Linked DNA regions of Zea mays: all the other regions are linked to region 3. A link is a contact called in public Hi-C data. All regions are on one chromosome and are shown on one strand. Each heading gives the region's core, a stretch centred on a gene start, on an enhancer-like site or on the middle of the called end of the contact. The rest is flanking DNA. Distances are from core to core; before and after follow the strand shown.

Region 1 (3,681 bases), core at 773-3,272, 230 kb after region 3:
TGCATCCCACAACTCAGTGGGGTCAGTGTAATTCATATACACATCGTAGAGATTATAAGCCAATAAAGTCAAGATGCAGCTAACCGCGGAATCACGCGTTGTTGCATAAGAGTTGGTCTGCTCAACCGTGAATGACATTATTGAACGGATCACCCACTACAGCCCCAACGACATAAGCCAGAATTTGACTTTAGTCTATCATCTACGAAAATTTTCACCACCTCCAAACCTCTCAGGTTTCATTGCATCTAAAGCACCAGCCATTGCTAGAATAATAGAATAATGCAGAAATAAGGGTTTTTGGATTGTTGGTATACTGCGTAATATTCTAAGTCCAGATTTTAAATCGAGGCAAATTTTATAGATATTCAAACTTATATGCGCACTACGCATAGCAATATATAGATCAGCACATTAAACAACTGAATTAACATATTTACTCACGTCGAGTTTGTCGGTGCTTAGGTTGATCAAGCACAAAAGTAGACGAAGCAGGTCGATAATATAGACGCGTCGATTCGTCCGTTAGGCAGCGAAGATCATCGTCAAATGGTTTCGAGCGGTCGCACAGTTGCGCTGCCCAAAAACTTTATTGCCGCCCCTCGTGCAAGCTTCATAACGACAAGGGTTCAAAGATATCACTCGCTCTCCTCCTTACTGCACGCCAAGAAAAAGGGTTGGTGAGATACAACAACTCAATCGCCACAGCACAACTTTCCAAGCACGAAGAAGAAGAAGAAATGGAATAGGATTTTCGTATATCACAACCCGAACGCATTCAGTGTCTTAAAATAGACGTGGCTGCTCTCAAGGAACCGTTTTTCCATAATACACCCATAAATTGACAACAGGCTAATTAACTAAGTTAATGGCAGTAAAATCTATATTAAAATCTCAACGGACAGTAAAAAAACAAATTAACGAAGCCACTCAAATGACACGCCACGGTTGCGCACACGCGAAATAGACCATGCTCTTTTCCTCTCATATTACTTTATCTATTTAAACATAAGAACGATCGTAACTATATAAATTGGTCTGTACCACTTAAACCAGCAATGTAGGACTAAAAACCAACAGCCACTTCAGAATTTCAACCGAACGAGCCACTCAAATGGGCCGTTCTTCTCGCGTCTCTACATTGGCACGTAGCTGCTTTACTGGAATACGCCGCAGTGAAGGTGTCGAATTACATGAGTGCTTACGTTTGGGTTAACAGAGATGCCATGCTCGGCTTCGGGGATCTTCTAGGGCCGACGGCGTCGTCTCTCTTTCTGGCCAAAATTAGCCAACCTCCTTGTTTCTCTCTATAAATTGGAGTGTGCACTCGTTCTGTCTATTCTTTGCGCATCAGACAAACCAATCCTCGTCTTGTTTCATCCACCAGAGCTCCCGACGTCGTCGTCGTCTTCACGGTCGGGCAGAGCACCGCCGTGGGCAGGTCTCCCGTGGACAGGCGACCGTGATTCTTTTCTCTACATCCTGTTCATTGTTCTTAGCTCCTTAACACCTCCTATTGCTTATACACATTGTTGATTGAACTCTACCACAGTGGTTACGTTGGAACGTCGTCGCGCCACCGGAGATCACCGCCGCATCTCGGTTCTACGTCGACCCGTTATCTTCGAGCTTCTCCAGCTGAACCAGCGCACAAAATCGTTTCCCCGTGAGTTCCTGATGCCTCCCGAGCGCTCAATTCTAGCTCTACCATACGGTGTTCACCGGAACACTCCCTCACTGGGCCAGGAGCTGCCGGAGTCTATGGTGAGCTCTCTAGAGAGCCTCCCGATCGAGCTCAATTTGTTGTTCCAATAGATGTGTGATGTTGTAGACCATCTTCTCTGAGAGTGTGTGGTCCTTCCGAGCCCTTATGCGCCCTGCCCGCGTTTGCCAGTTCACCGGAGTTCGTGGCCGAGCGCAAGGACTTGTGTTCGAGAATTAGAATAGAGACAGGGGGTTTATGTGAAATCATGTGACTCAGTAAATAGTGCTTAGGATTCCTTTTCAGTTTGATTATTTCACAAGGACGTTTACTCAAAGTTGTCGGCGCAGTCGTGGGCCACGTGGGGCGTGTGCATAGTGCACAGCTCTAGGCCGCCATTCAGTTTTGATCCAATTTCAGTTAATGAAATTCTGATTATTTTACTAATATTCTTTGTTTTGATAATAATGCTACAAATTGTAAAAGTATGAAAAAATGATGAAATAATTTTTTCTGGGTTCATAAAAATGTATTCTTCCCGTTAAAAATAATTAGGGTATTTTAGCAATAAGTTTTATGTATAGGTTTTAATTAAAGCAAACTAAATAGAATTAGAGGATTTTTAGTGGTTAAACAATATATCCAAAATTATGAACATTTTTAGGATAATTTCTGTTAACCAGTGATGCTCCGATAAACAATTTTTGTAGAAGTCAGAACATGTTTAGAAGCTTAATCAATTATTACTCAAGTCAAATGTCTTTTTCCTTTAATAAAATAAAAAGTTAGAAGTTAAATAGTGAATAACCAATTGGTTGATGTATTTTGGGATTGTAGGAAGACCATGGGTCTCTTATACTTTAAGTAACCCATGGCAAGATGTTTGATAACATTCTAATCTTGTAGAAAGTTGAATATAGTTGGTCTTGTTGGCTTCCAACTATATTGTGAAGGGAAGTTGTACTCAAGACACGAAATTTTATTAGCCATCATTTATTCAAAGTTATGCATCACCATAAACATTTTATAAGAATTCATTATTATTACAAATAGAGCACAAAGGTGAAGTAATGTTTGAGGAGTCTGCACCTGAACAAGAGTTTTTAGCCGCTGGGGTGACAGCTACTTGTGATATTCTCACTAAAGAACCTGAATCTCCTCCTAATCAAGGCAAGCCCCGGTGCATTTAAATGTTTCCTTGTTGTTTACAAATTTTACATCACCTTATTAATACTATGTTGCATTAAGTAATAGGAGTTGTGTGATTAACCAAGTTGTTGCATTACCCACCATGATTAAATTGAAAATCATCCTTGATACATGTTTTTACTTAAAAGTTATTGATGCTTAGCCCTGCTTAATGGATTAGGGTTTTTGAAACATATGTTACTACTGATTATGGTTACTTGTGAAAGAACTATGGTAAAGTTTATTAAGATGAGAACGGGCAGTTATCTTGCATTGGGAATATAGTCTCTATGTAGTGTTTTTGTCTCCATCGATTAAGAGTCGTTCCGTTGTAGGCCTGCATGCTTAAGAACTTTTTAACTAGCCACATGCCCTAGTAAGGGCAAGCCTTATCCTGATTATTCCAATACGAGAACAACTACCATGAACTGGGAGTGGAGAGATGGCGAGAGTAGTGTGTACCCACCCTAGTGGATTGTGGTAGGGCGATGGAGTACTGTGCTCTCGGGTGGCACGAGTCCTGTTTTGGTCTTGGAAGATCCGAAGGTCGGGTTGACATATGCAAGGGTTAAGTGCTACATATGTCATGTGGTTGGAGATCCCTAGCTAGATATCAATCGATTCAGATCGCCATTGCTTTTCGAACATGGAGATTTGATCACTTTATGAGATTTGGTATAAAGAAGATGGTGGTTTAACAAGTGTTTGCTTTAGAATAGGTCAGCCTCGATTTAGGAAATACTTAATTTGGTAAGTTAAAAGATGGATTAAGGATTCACTATTAGTAAGCT
Region 2 (3,314 bases), core at 688-3,187, 150 kb before region 3:
GAAACAGATCCTTGATATTCTACTACAACTCCAAACGTGCTTCCACAGAGAGAAGATGTGCATAGAGTTCATCAAGACTAATTAGATCGACAATATCTATGATCTGTTCGACTAGCGGGTTGTATTAAGCATCAAACCTTTTGATAATATGGGACACAATATCATTACCATCGAGATGCTTCCTAGCAGTTGCTATCTCTTCAACAAATCTATGTATCTTGGGAAATACATTGTCAGAACTCCATACTTCCATTCTATGTTCGTTGATGCAGGATAAATGACCATGATTGAGAGGCAAACAACCATGTGATTGCTACCCACAGAGCATCTATTGTGGAGCATGAATGAATTTCAAAGAACACCTCACGATAGTGACCATATATCTGAGGTTGTATTCATCATGAACACATCAATTTACATAATCTGGGTTTGCAACCTTTAACGTGATGGAATCCTTTTCATTTGATAATGTCTTTGATAACTCAGGTTCAAAGCCATCAAGAATGCCTTTAAATTGTACAACCTGAATTGTGGACAAAACCTCGACACGCCTTAGAAGATAATTCTCTCTTGTCAACTTTTTAGAAATCAGAATGGAAAGGGATGCTAGTATAGCTAGGGAAGAAGAAAAACTCGCCATAGCTAGATGTGTTTTGGAAGATAGGCTCTGATACCATATGACAATATGAAAGTTGTGGACAACACGATGCCTATATTGGAGGTCGCTAGCAGTTTATATATTGAACTAAACTTATACACAAATCATATGCAACAAGGTTACAATAATAAAAAATTCTAAACTTACTAATTGTCTATGTTATACATACCAAAAAATTTAAACTTCACATACTTATCTGTGCTATAGATATAATATAAATCTATACTATTCATGGATATAATTTTTTTATACAATACAATGTAATCTCTTCATTTGATGTATTTGGACATTACTACTTCCCAATACAATATCAATATAGAGTTATATGATTATCATATGTTTTTTCCTGTGTGGTATCTAGAAGATGATATCTGACACAAATTAACCATATGATCAAGGTGTTTCTAGATTAAGGCTCTATGTTTATATAGAAGGGTCTAATAACATTGATAATTATACATCATGGTGTTTCTTATTTTTATTTAGTTTCAAAGAGTGTTTTTTGGTATACTGATATTATCTGGATTTTTTCACAGGGTTTCTAAATATATACAATGATGCATAATGGATTAAATTAACTGCGGAGACTACGAAGAACTAATTAATCAAGAGAGTATTGAGATTTAGTAATAATTGCTAAATAGGACTTAATCTTAAAGGATGTCTTTTTATTTTCTTAAACTTATAAGTGTATATAAATGATTCGTATCTTAAGGGATATTTAATGAGGTAAGTGAAAAAAAAGCTTAAGAGACGCGGTGAAGAAACATCTTTAAGTTTAAAATACGGTTCCATCCATACAACCCACGTAAATGAGCTGTGTTGAGGGGTTCTAGTGAATAAGATAAAATATTTAGATACATTAAATTGTATGAACGTGTTTATTAAATATATCTAGTGTTTAGAGAATCGTAATATATTATTTAGGTTGTACTAAATAAATTATATAGAGAATTATTCGTACGAGATGATGTCTGGTAACGTTCCCGTCGTGCTCGTCGCCCAGGTATATATATAAATAGAGACCCCTTTTAATTTATGCTAGTTTGGAGATCAAGATAAGAGACCCGCACTGCTTTACCATGAGAAGAAGAATAGTCACACATGCAGGTAACTGTCACCATCTGATAACACATCTAACGGCTCAGATTATGCCGTTGTTTCACTATAGGCAAAGGATCGGAATCTTGAAATCGCGGCTCTTGTTCCTGGATCGTACGGCGCAGAGGCGCCCTTCGCTGGGAAGCTTCCAACGATTCCACGGGCCCACATCAACTCCTTCCAATGAAGAATGGTGAGCCGGTGGGATCCACCTTAGCCGATGGTACAGGTGGGCAAACAGTGGGCCCAGTTGCCTACGCTCACGTCAGCATCTACCCCTCTTTTCCGCCGTATATATACCTGTGCCCCCATCCTGCTGCTCCTTGCATCGATCCCTACCGAATAATATTCTGCAGTAGTTTCTCGAGCTCCTGTAGCAAGAAAGAAACCATGTCGGGGGTATGGGTGTTCGAGGACGGGATCGTGCGGCGTGCGGACAGCGACCCGCCCAGCGGCGCCGGCGCCGGCGGGTCCCGGCCGAACAAGGTGCTGGTGCACGTTCCCAGCGGGGAGGTGGTGACGTCGTATGACGTGCTGGAGCGGCGGCTACGCGAGCTCGGCTGGGAGCGCTACCTCTACGACCCCTGTCTGCTCCAGTTCCACCAGCGCTCCACCGTGCACCTCATCACCGTACCCCGTGACTTCTCCCGCCTCAAGCTGGTCCACATGTACGACGTCGTCGTCAAGACCCGAAACGTCTTCGAGGTCCGTGACGCCGCCCCTGCCTGATGGTCTTCGTGGCGACGCAAGCTGCTGCTGTGTGCCTATTAGCTTCGTGCAAGCTCGTCGGACCGGCTGGTACTGGAGCCCTATCGCCGCCGTATCAACATACGTGCGCATGTATTGTATGTTTGTGATTGGTACTGATCGAGTACTTACGTGTGATTTGCATGGCGCAGCGCGTTCGTGTGGCTGCTTCTTGCATGCTGTCCTACTTTGTCTGCCGCCGAATAAATGTACGCGAGAGCGCCGCCGCCGTCGCCGTCGCCGTATGCTTCTTATATATCCGGATTTGAGGGTGTGTTCTTTGACTCTTTAGTATTAGTCACTTTCTAGAATACCAAATGGGTTGAGGATTTCTAGGAACTAATATTTAGTTCCTAGAGTTTAGACACGGGTGACTAAAGAAATCAAACGTTCCATATTGCTTCTCTCTATATAAATATACATTGATTTTTAAGCCCAGTCATGGTTTATAATATCTAATTTTTAGTATTCAACTTTGTCAAAAAAAGTTCAATTGTATAACCTTGATTGTTACCCTTTTTTCCGTTATCACACACACATACACAGATACCCGGTAGTAGAAATGGATCTCTCTCTCTCTCTCTCTATATAGTGTGTAGCGTGTGTGTGAATTTTTTACTTATACGGTAGTTATTTTCATATTTATATATCTTTAGATTTAGAATGTGTATGGTTTGACAAACTGTATGTGCATAGAGTATATATTATCGTATTATATTAAGTATGATTATACTTATTTTATAGGCTACTATAATTATATGTTACAAAAATATATATTATATATATATGGCAAATTGCAGAACGGTAT
Region 3 (3,595 bases), core at 850-3,349:
CTAGATACGAGACGTTAATAGCATTAGTTAAGTAAATCACGCCCCTACATCTACGATACACTACGAATAACTAGAACTAACGTAAATTATTACATAGTTAAACTAATAAACCACACCAGTACAATATTATATAGAAAAAACACTTCACGCAACCGTAAATCGTATAAAATGACCTTATTTCAGAGGGCATAATAATTACCCTCGGAAATTAAAAATTTAAATTATCTAGACACCACTAAATGAATTAAAACATGCTAATTTAATTACATAAACAAACTCCAGCCGTCGAACATAACAAACTAAACACTATTTAACAAATAAATCATTTAATACTAAAAATAACTACTAGCAAACAATTTATATGCATCTACACAATTATAATACAAGCCATAGAATACTCACTTAGCCGATGGTGAGATCGGGATGGCCGACGACGGACGATGTAGTGGCGGATGGATGTTGGAACCGGCGAGGCGGTGGGGGCGGAGCGGGCGCCGACAGGAGCGAGAAGGCCGTCGACGGGTGCCTGCGGTGGCGGGGCGGACGCCGGCACGACGGGTGGATGCGTGGGCGGCGGGCACGGGCACCGGTGGGGGTGCCGGAGGGGGCGACGGAGGCGCCGGTGGGGTGGGATGGCGGCGGCGGCACGTGACAGGGTGGTGGCGGCGGCGTGACAGACTCTCTCTATCTCTGCTGGGCACGCGAGCGAAATGAAATGGCGCGGTTTGGGCGTTGTTGCTTAAAATTACTTATGTCCGAAGGCCTGTCAGACAGCCATCGGACATAAGACAATGTCTAACGGCTGTCAGATAGGCCGTCGGACATACAGTTATCGCCGACAGCCTGTCTGACAGTCGTCGGATGTAGGACCTTATATCCGACGGCTGTAGTAAATCGTCAAACATAAGGCTATGTCCGACGGCTTCGTATGATGCCGTCGGACATTGAGTGGTCGTCGGATCTATCCATTGGATAATCTAACTACGAATATGTGAATTCGAAGGAAGACGATACCTAGAGGGACGATTGGCAAAGACGATTGGAGAAGTTTATTGTGTATCTACAGTTAGACATTGCGCATGGCGTCTATTGTTTTGGACTATGTCTACATATATGACATGCCTTGTCATAGAAACTACGAATTAAGTAATTTGTTTGATGGAATTGCCCTTATCCGTGTTTACCAAATCAATAGCCACATTTTAAATAAACACCTAAAAATACATATACAGGTGACAAGATCAATTCCTATCTGTACTCCTTCCGTACTAAAATATAAGGCGTAACCACTTTTTGTTCTTGTCACATAATATAAGGTGTGCTCTCTATGCACACGTATATTGATGCATTTCTCTTTGAACTAGATGTAATTACATCTTATATACTGCGACGGAGAGAGTACTAGTTTATTTTTAGAATCTTTCTGAAACGTCAAGTATCTTAGGACTTCTCCGCTCCCTAGCTTTTAATACCCGTTACTGTTGTGTTGCAAATTTACAATGCTGACCAGAGATGCTACTAGCACGAATGTATATTATGTGCCATATATAGACCTATCACTTTTAGTGACCATATTGCTCGACATCGCTATATATACATCGTTGGCCGTTATTCTGATAAGCAAGTGGAATCATCAGATGCTTTGCCCTCGCCTAGATTAGGATGCTCTTGGTCGGTGTTCACAGCAGGATTCTTCTACCAGCCGTCTGGTCTGACACAGAACCTTCTTCGCCGTGATACCGTCCAGCCGAAACCTTTTTTCCAGAGCTGGTGTCTATGGCAGAAAGCCGACGATGATAGAATGATAGATATGCTGTCGCCAGCGGGCAGCAGACCGGCACTTGCACAGTTGGACGTCCTACTCTGCACGCGCGGCGGCGGCCGGCGGGGCAGCGGTGCCCGATCGGGCCGTCCCTGTCGCCTCGTGGTCGCGTCGCCGTCCGACACGACGCACCCCTGCCTGGTTGCCAATCGATGCCGAGATAGGAAAACAACCGTCCCCAGCGAGCGCACGCACGCCCGCCAGCCCACGCCCGCGCCGCGTGCACGTGAAGAAGGGCCCCACGCGAGGCGACGTGCACGCGCCGCCCACCACGCGCAAGCACGCGCCGGCGATGGGCGATGCCTCCCCCGCGACGCCGACCTCGTGCCTGCTACAGGGCCCTGCGGGGTGGCTGCGGTGTGGACCGCGCACTCGCATGTTTATGCCGTGAAGACCGTGTCAATGGCGGGCCGTGTAGATAGATGGCCAGGACCACGGATCGCCATCCGGCGGATGACTACGGACCATGTCGTGGTCGCAGTGCAAGACTCTTGGAGAGAAAACCTGCTGCCTGGTGAAGGAGCTCCACGAAACTTCACGATTTTTGTACCAGCTGCATGGACGCTGTTTCCTTTTTTTTCTCCTTCAAACCATCGTCTAAAGTGCACCCATTATTGGGAAACCGTAATATGCGGTAATCGGATAGCTAGGAATCCTCTCCAAAAGTCGACTTCACTACTTTGCCAATAACACACACACACACACAAGCCGCTGTCCTATATATATTACTTCCTCTATGTCCAAATTATAAGTCGTTTTAAACATAGTTTAAGTCAAACATGTCAAACTTTAATCACAAATAATTATTTGGTTTTGGATCCTAATAGTCATATGCACTTATTTATCTTGAAAAATACTTTTACAAAGTATAAATGCATTAAGAGTTTGTTTGTGCTTTAAAAAACATTTATTAAAGATATATTTTGGAGACCGTGCTATTATCCTAAACGACATAATTTACACCCAGAGTGAGTACTTTTGTAGGCAACAAGTTAACGTTAATCAAAGTAACGTCTTAGAGTAGTATATATGTGCAAATTGATCAAAAGCCATAAATTAGGGAAAAGCGGAACTGTAAATAGTCCCTGTAGTAAAACTGTAGTGGCACTTTGAACAACACTTTTTTTTAAAGTAACACATGTCTATGACCAGCGGCGAAGCTAGCACAATTATAATGAAAACTTGATCAGACGTTGCCATTACATTTTCCCTTAGCTGCATCCACATCGCAACGATGTATTTCCTCATCTAGAAAACAATGCAATGTCGAGTGTAAAAGGTGTAGTAGTACCATTAACAATCTAGGTATGGTATCATATTTTAATCTAATACCTTAGTTTTTAGTCCTAGTTATATGGTTTGTTAGTAATTGATGTCTTTAGTATCAGTTGGTGGTGGTTGGGGATCTGCCAAAGTTCCTGCAAGGAACCACAACAGAGCAACATAATTAAAATAAAAGCATCCTCTCTCCTTTGAATGGACCGGAGGATTCAAGAAGAGGGGAGAAAATAGAAAAAAAAAACATGCATAAAGATCATTGTTGAAATAGCATATATGAAGTGTGAACCCGGTTTGCAAGGATTTACTCATCTTCTTTGTTCCTTTGTTACACAATGGAAATATGTGAATTACAAAATGGCTCACAAGTCCTTCAAAATGTTATACCTTTGAAGGTCTCGTAAGCTAATTGAGCCTCTTGAAGAATACAGATCTTCGGATGCTCTTTCTATACAAAGGTGCTACAGATTCAGGACAGACCAGTGACCGATCCCT

What was found. A called contact is a pair of places that touch in the nucleus more often than the background predicts.
Region 1: a contact with region 3 is called in a Hi-C map of bundle sheath, with 1.6 times the contacts expected there. The contact joins two enhancer-like sites. A contact is called at or near these places in 2 of 25 Hi-C or Micro-C datasets (bundle sheath and ear).
Region 2: a contact with region 3 is called in a Hi-C map of bundle sheath, with 3 times the contacts expected there. The contact joins the promoter of LOC100381844 here to the enhancer-like site in region 3. A contact is called at or near these places in 5 of 25 Hi-C or Micro-C datasets (bundle sheath, ear, leaf and 1 more).

The regions. Positions count from the first base shown.
Region 1 is chr10:105,190,747-105,194,427 of Zm-B73-REFERENCE-NAM-5.0, reverse strand. No RefSeq gene overlaps it. Among protein-coding and RNA genes, the nearest start is that of LOC109943210, 88 kb to the left of the region's middle. Within about 2 kb of position 2,022, at least 16 of the 20 cell types and tissues checked have an H3K27ac peak or open chromatin away from gene starts, as enhancers often do. A contact at or near this core is called in bundle sheath and ear, where this site is marked.
Region 2 is chr10:105,570,822-105,574,135 of Zm-B73-REFERENCE-NAM-5.0, reverse strand. LOC100381844 reads left to right here and starts at 1,937. Exons shown (of 1, transcript NM_001174635.2): 1 at 1,937-3,314. The coding sequence starts at 1,943. The coding sequence ends at 2,488.
Region 3 is chr10:105,416,800-105,420,394 of Zm-B73-REFERENCE-NAM-5.0, reverse strand. No RefSeq gene overlaps it. Among protein-coding and RNA genes, the nearest start is that of LOC100282464, 27 kb to the right of the region's middle. Within about 2 kb of position 2,099, at least 18 of the 20 cell types and tissues checked have an H3K27ac peak or open chromatin away from gene starts, as enhancers often do. A contact at or near this core is called in bundle sheath, ear, leaf and 1 more, where this site is marked.